Linked DNA regions of Triticum aestivum: region 1 is linked to region 2. The links are chromatin contacts, called in public Hi-C maps. All regions are on one chromosome and are shown on one strand. The core of a region is the stretch at or near the end of the contact, and the rest is flanking DNA. Distances in the headings are between cores, read along the strand shown. Region 1 holds the start of LOC123069200 (histone-lysine N-methyltransferase ATX4). Region 2 holds the start of LOC123069198.

Region 1 (2,700 bases), core at 64-2,563, 480 kb after region 2:
TTTCTCCACTGTGACGCTTTGCCATTCGAGCTGGTTGCGTAATCGCAATAGTTTTCCCTTTACACACTTAGTTGAATGGATCGGAAGCGTAGGGGGTAAGCACAGGAGCCGGACAACCCAACTAACCAAAATCAAGACATCCGAGACGCCGAATAGATACTTTGGACTTGTGGTTGGGCATGAGATTAAAAGCGAAGCCCTTGGTGATGCAAATGACAGTGTGTATGGTGAAAGTATACTTTGGCTCAAAGGCGATAGATACAAGGAAATGCTTAAGGACCTCAAGGGATGGACTTTCTTTATTTCATGTGGTCAAGCCGTACATGCCGAGTTTTGACAAAAGAAACTTGTAAAAGATACAATGAAAAAAAGGAAAAGTAAAGGTGTAAAAACAGGGCGGACATGTTGCTGGGTTTATTAGCCCGAGTCCTTCCCTGTCGCACGTCTGCGTCTCCGTGTTGTTGACCAGCTCGTCTTCGTTGATAGCAAAGTTGATATGGGCTGTCTGCAACCTCGACCGTTCGTTTGCTTGATGCTCTCGTCGGTCGAGTCCTTTAAAGGGGTGTGCGACTGCCGTTTGGTTGGTTTAAGCCATGTGGACATGCCATTTTTTGTATGGGCCTTTTACAGTGCCCTGACGGTGTGCAAGTCCGAAGTGCGTCGCTGGTCGAGCCGATAACGACGCATTATCTACTTCGGCTCATTGGCCGCCCATTAAATTTTTAATGCAAAGTTATGAACCCTAGGAACGTAATACCCTTTTCAGGGGAGGCGAACGAGGATTCCGTGCGCCTATTTGACGCAGGTAGTACGAGGGGGCGAGAGCGGCGGCCGATGAGTGATTCCCACATTGGCCAACCGTGACTCGAATGTTGAATTTTATATTGGCATGTCTGAGTTATAGATTGTGATTTTTTTTTGCTTTGTTGTATTATTGAACTGTGATGAATTTGTGATATAGTATATGATTGACGTGGATGGATTTGAGTATTTTTTTTATACGAGCAGTGTGTAGCTGGCCGACAGGGTATTTGAAGGGCGTTGGGCGCTGTTCAGGGTCGCCGCCCGGGCTGTGTAAAACGAGTGCGCGGGCTGGGATGGTGTCGCCGCGCGTGCGTTAGCGACACCCCTCAAATTGATCGTACTACCTAACCTCAGGCACCACAGGACGTCGGCGGGCAGCTCGTCCGGGAGATCCATGGTCACCGCGCGCGTGACAAGGCGCGTGTTTGCGTCATCTGCGGTGACCGGATTCGGGCGTCCGGTCGATGTAAAACGGAGGCGGCGGCGCTCGGAGCACAGTTCCTTGCGGGTCCGACACGGAGAGAGAGAGAGAGAGCACCCCCAAATCCGAGCAACAGAATCCAATGGCCGAGGGGATCGATTCTCACGTCAGCGCCCGCCACACGGCACGAGCCAGAAGCCCGGAAGAACCCATCCAGATCCGCGCGAAAACTCTGTTTGCCACCCGACCATCTGGCATCTGGCGGCGTTGCGTCGTCTTCCTCTTCCCCACCTCACTCTCCCCCCTCCCTCGCCTCTTCCTGCTATCACTGCTACGAGTTCCGACCCCGACAGGCAACGCGTTCCAAAGTTTTCATTCAAAACCACCCCACCCCCGCACGCCCCACCCACCCAATCCCTCGGACGCCCGGACGGAGGGAACCCGAAATTTTCGGCCCCGCGTCGGCGCGCATCGTCCCTATCCGCCTCCGCCTCCGCCTCCGCCTCGAATCCCCATCTCGGAGTCGAATAATCCCACTCGACCTTAAATCCCTATACTCCGCGCCGCCGGAACCCTAAGGACCCCCAATCCGCCGCCCCGATTCGAGGTTCTAGGGCATCGCGCGCCCCCCACCTCCATGCCCTAGCCGCCGCGGGCGCCAGTGCCATGCTCGCCTCCCGCATCCCGCCCAAGCGCTGCACCGCCGCCGTCCCGTACGAGCTGGAGCCCCCCGCCGCCGCCGCCGAGGGCATGCCGCCCGCCAAGCGCCGCCGGGAGCGCGTCCTGCCCTCACGGTTCAGGGACTCGGCCGTCGCGCCGCCGCCAGCCAAGAAGGCCTGCAAGGCCCCCGCGCCGCCCAAGGTCGAGGACAGGGACGGCGAGGTGTACGAGGTGGAGGTGCGCGCCGTCGCCCCCAAAGGCTCCGCCTTTGGGGCCGTGCAGACCGAGGTGTGGACAGGTGAGCCGGCGCGGACGGAGGAGGAGCTGTACCGGGCGTGCCGGAACATCAGCCGGAGCGGCAGCTCGGGCTGTTTCAGTGGGAGCGTCGTCACTTCCGTCAGCAATGCCGGTGGGAAATGCGCGCCGGAGGAGAGGCCTGTGGTGGGCGCTGTGGCCACGCCCACGAGCAATGCTGCTGCTGGAAATGCCGGACTGGAGGGGAGGTCCCCGGTGGTGGAGTGCAAGCCAAAGCAGGAGGCCGAGGTGAGGAGAGAGGATTTCTACTGGCCGGAGGATTTTGTGCTTGGCGACGTGGTGTGGGCAAGGTCGGGGAAGAAGAGCCCCGCGTGGCCCGCACTGGTGATCAACCCGCTGCAGCACGCCCCGGAGGTTGTGCTCAACTCTTGCGTCCCCGGGGCGCTCTGCGTCATGTTCTTCGGTTACTCTGCCGGCGGCCAAAACAGGGTAATTTATCACACTTTCCTGGATAAGCGTTGCAGTTTCTTTCCCTGGTCGAGTTGGTTGGTTTATGAACC
Region 2 (2,700 bases), core at 9-2,508:
CTGAGCCTCATTGCAGCGGTGCAACATGGACTTATAGTCTCTGTAAACAAACAAAAAGGGACTCGGGACTTATAAGTCCCTGTAAACAAACAGGTAGGGACTTATGACTTATAAGTTGGGACTTAAAAAAGTCCTAGGACTTATGAAACAAACAGGGCCTGAACTTCCAAAATCTCAACCGGATTCTCCAGAATCCTAGTGCAATCCCAAAATCTCAAAATACCTGGTTTCTCCCACAATCTCAGGATTCTGGCAAGTCCCACCAATGAAAACGTTTGGATTTAATAGAGTACCCCTATTGCAGCTGGTTATTACGGCCAAACTGCCACCGAGCCAGCCACGGTAGATACACATAGATTGACAAAGTTGTTGCAAAGATGGATGAATGGATGTATCAATTTGATAAATGGATGTTGCTAGATAGATTTTTTTCTTCAATGCTTACTGTCTACTGGTGCTATTGGTATTGTAAATATTTGCTACTGGATGAATGATGTTGTTAGATTGATGAATGCTGTTGTTAAATGCTAACATGAGAACCTTAAATGGTAATGGTAGATTCTGTTTGAAACAACGAAGTGTTACCAATTCATTAAATGATTTCTCTCGAAGGGCGATACAGACATTTCAGCACACAACTCTTTCTAGAATCTCAAACTACAATCTCAGAAGATAACTCGGTGTTAGATTCTGGGGGAAGTAGATTCTGGGAGAATTTTCCAGAATCTTGATTCTGCAGAATCCTGTGCGAAAAGAACTGGGCCTAAGTCCCTTGTGTTTGGTTTAGGTGGGACTTACAGGGACTTTTTTAAGTCCCTAAACCAATAAGTCCCTGAAACATACACCCTCATAGGCTCGTACACGTCAGTTTGCTTCAAGTTACGGTGGTGTAGCGCACGACGGAAGGCGATGAATAGGAGGTCCTCGTAAAGCTAGCGTGACAATTGGCATTTTGGGAAGCACATGCTCCAAATCCTCGTCCGTTAAGCGCACGAGAAACAACTGCGCGAGAAGTAAAAAAAAAAAGAACAGCGCGAGAAAAGATCATGAAGGTTGATATCGAAAACGAAAACGGGACACAAGCGGACGGAAAGTTGCACCAAAATTACTGCGCTGCCCCTGAACCGCGGCTAATACTAACCGCTGCCCACGGTCAGCCGACCCAACCCCACGGTGGGTATTTCCGTCACGCCCACCTGCTACACGCCACACGCCACACGCGACGCCCTAGCGGAAACAGAAACTTTGTTTGGAAGAAAATAGATAAATCCCCCAAAAATCCGCGATCGCGTCCCTTCTCGCCCCCGCCCGTTCCCCTCCTCCAATTCCCAATCCCAATCCCTCCTCCGCCTATCCGCCCGCTGCTCGTGTTCCATTCCGATTCGATTCGATTCGATTCGTCCAAGCCTCCACCCCGCCGCCGCCGATATCCGAATCCTAGTCCAGTTCGCCCTGCCTCACTCCCCGCCGCCGCGTCGTCGGACTCGAGCCCCGGTGAATCCCCGGAAGTTTTTGCATCTGCTTGCTTATATATGCTTGATTGAAGTATCCTCGGCGGTTGCCGCGGCGAGACGAGGAGTTCCGGCGGATTTGCGTACGGTCTGCTCGGGCTCCACCCCGCCGTTTAGGATTCAGGGGCCGCAGGGTTTCAAATAGGTGCGGCTCTGGTGAACCTTTGGTCGTGGGTTTGAGGCTTGGAGCGATGCCGAGGAGCACGCGACGCAGGTCCCGCAAGCACGACCGGGAGGAGCGGGACAGGTCGGACTCTGACGAGGATCCGCGGCCACGGGAGCAGGAGGATAGGAAGGCGTCCGCCGGCAGGGCCTCCAAGGGCTCGGAGGGCCACGAGAAGCGGCCTGCAAAGCTTCCCAATGCTGGCGAGGCATCAGGTTCTTCGGCCGATGGGCAGAAGAAGAGGAAGAGCAGAGGGGAGAAGGATAATGCCGCCGGGGATGACAGGTGGAGTCACGGCGAAGAAGATGAGAGGGTCAGTTACCATGACTCGAAGAAGTCCAGGAATTCAGACGGTGATGTGAAGGGGAAGTCTGCAAGGAAGTCTAGCAAGGAATATGATAGGTCCAACGAGGTTGTCAGAAGGAAGTCAGATAAAGATACATTATTTTTGGAGGAGCATAGTGGTGGCGAGCATCACCGAGTGAAGGAGAAGGGGAGGGAGCTTGAGGCAGAGAAGTCGAAAGAAAGCAAGCAAGTGTTGATGCTCAAGGAAGACGGTATGGATCAGCAGTATAAGATTGTCAAGGATAGGAGTAAGGATCATGAAAAGGGGAGTGAGGGCAGGCATGATGCATCATTGAAAGCTACGCCAAGAAACAAAGAGGTGAAAACACGAGATTTGGACAGCGATAAAACAAAGAATTATTCTAATGGAGGAACTGATGGTAGGTATTTTTCAGCTTGCTCTTCATAGTTTAAACTCTTTGGTAGCTAGTCATGATGAAGTATCACTTGCTATACTGGCCAAAGCATCATATGGAACATGAAAGCCTATCAGATTGCATAGTTCTTGTTAAGATTTTGGTAACAGAAGGAGAAACTTCAAATGCTTAAGTTACTTATTATAACTTAAAACTAGACTAGAATCTAATATTATATGATATTATGAGTTTATGACTAGATGAAGATTCTCCTTGGCTCCTTGCTTGATTTTTGTCTGATTTTACTCATCACGGAGAACATAAC

The links. A called contact is a pair of places that touch in the nucleus more often than the background predicts.
Region 1: a Hi-C map of leaf shows a contact between it and region 2, with 4 times the contacts expected there. The contact joins the promoter of LOC123069200 here to the promoter of LOC123069198 in region 2. A contact is called at or near these places in 4 of 5 Hi-C or Micro-C datasets (leaf and root) and 1 of 1 datasets of contacts at active chromatin or transcription factors (leaf).

Annotation. Positions count from the first base shown.
Region 1 is chr3B:170,432,765-170,435,464 of IWGSC CS RefSeq v2.1, forward strand. LOC123069200 (histone-lysine N-methyltransferase ATX4) reads left to right here and starts at 1,314. Exons shown (of 22, transcript XM_044491985.1): 1 at 1,314-2,629. The coding sequence starts at 1,892.
Region 2 is chr3B:169,948,187-169,950,886 of IWGSC CS RefSeq v2.1, forward strand. It overlaps LOC123069198, which reads left to right and starts at 1,259. Exons shown (of 5, transcript XM_044491983.1): 1 at 1,259-2,399. The coding sequence starts at 1,703.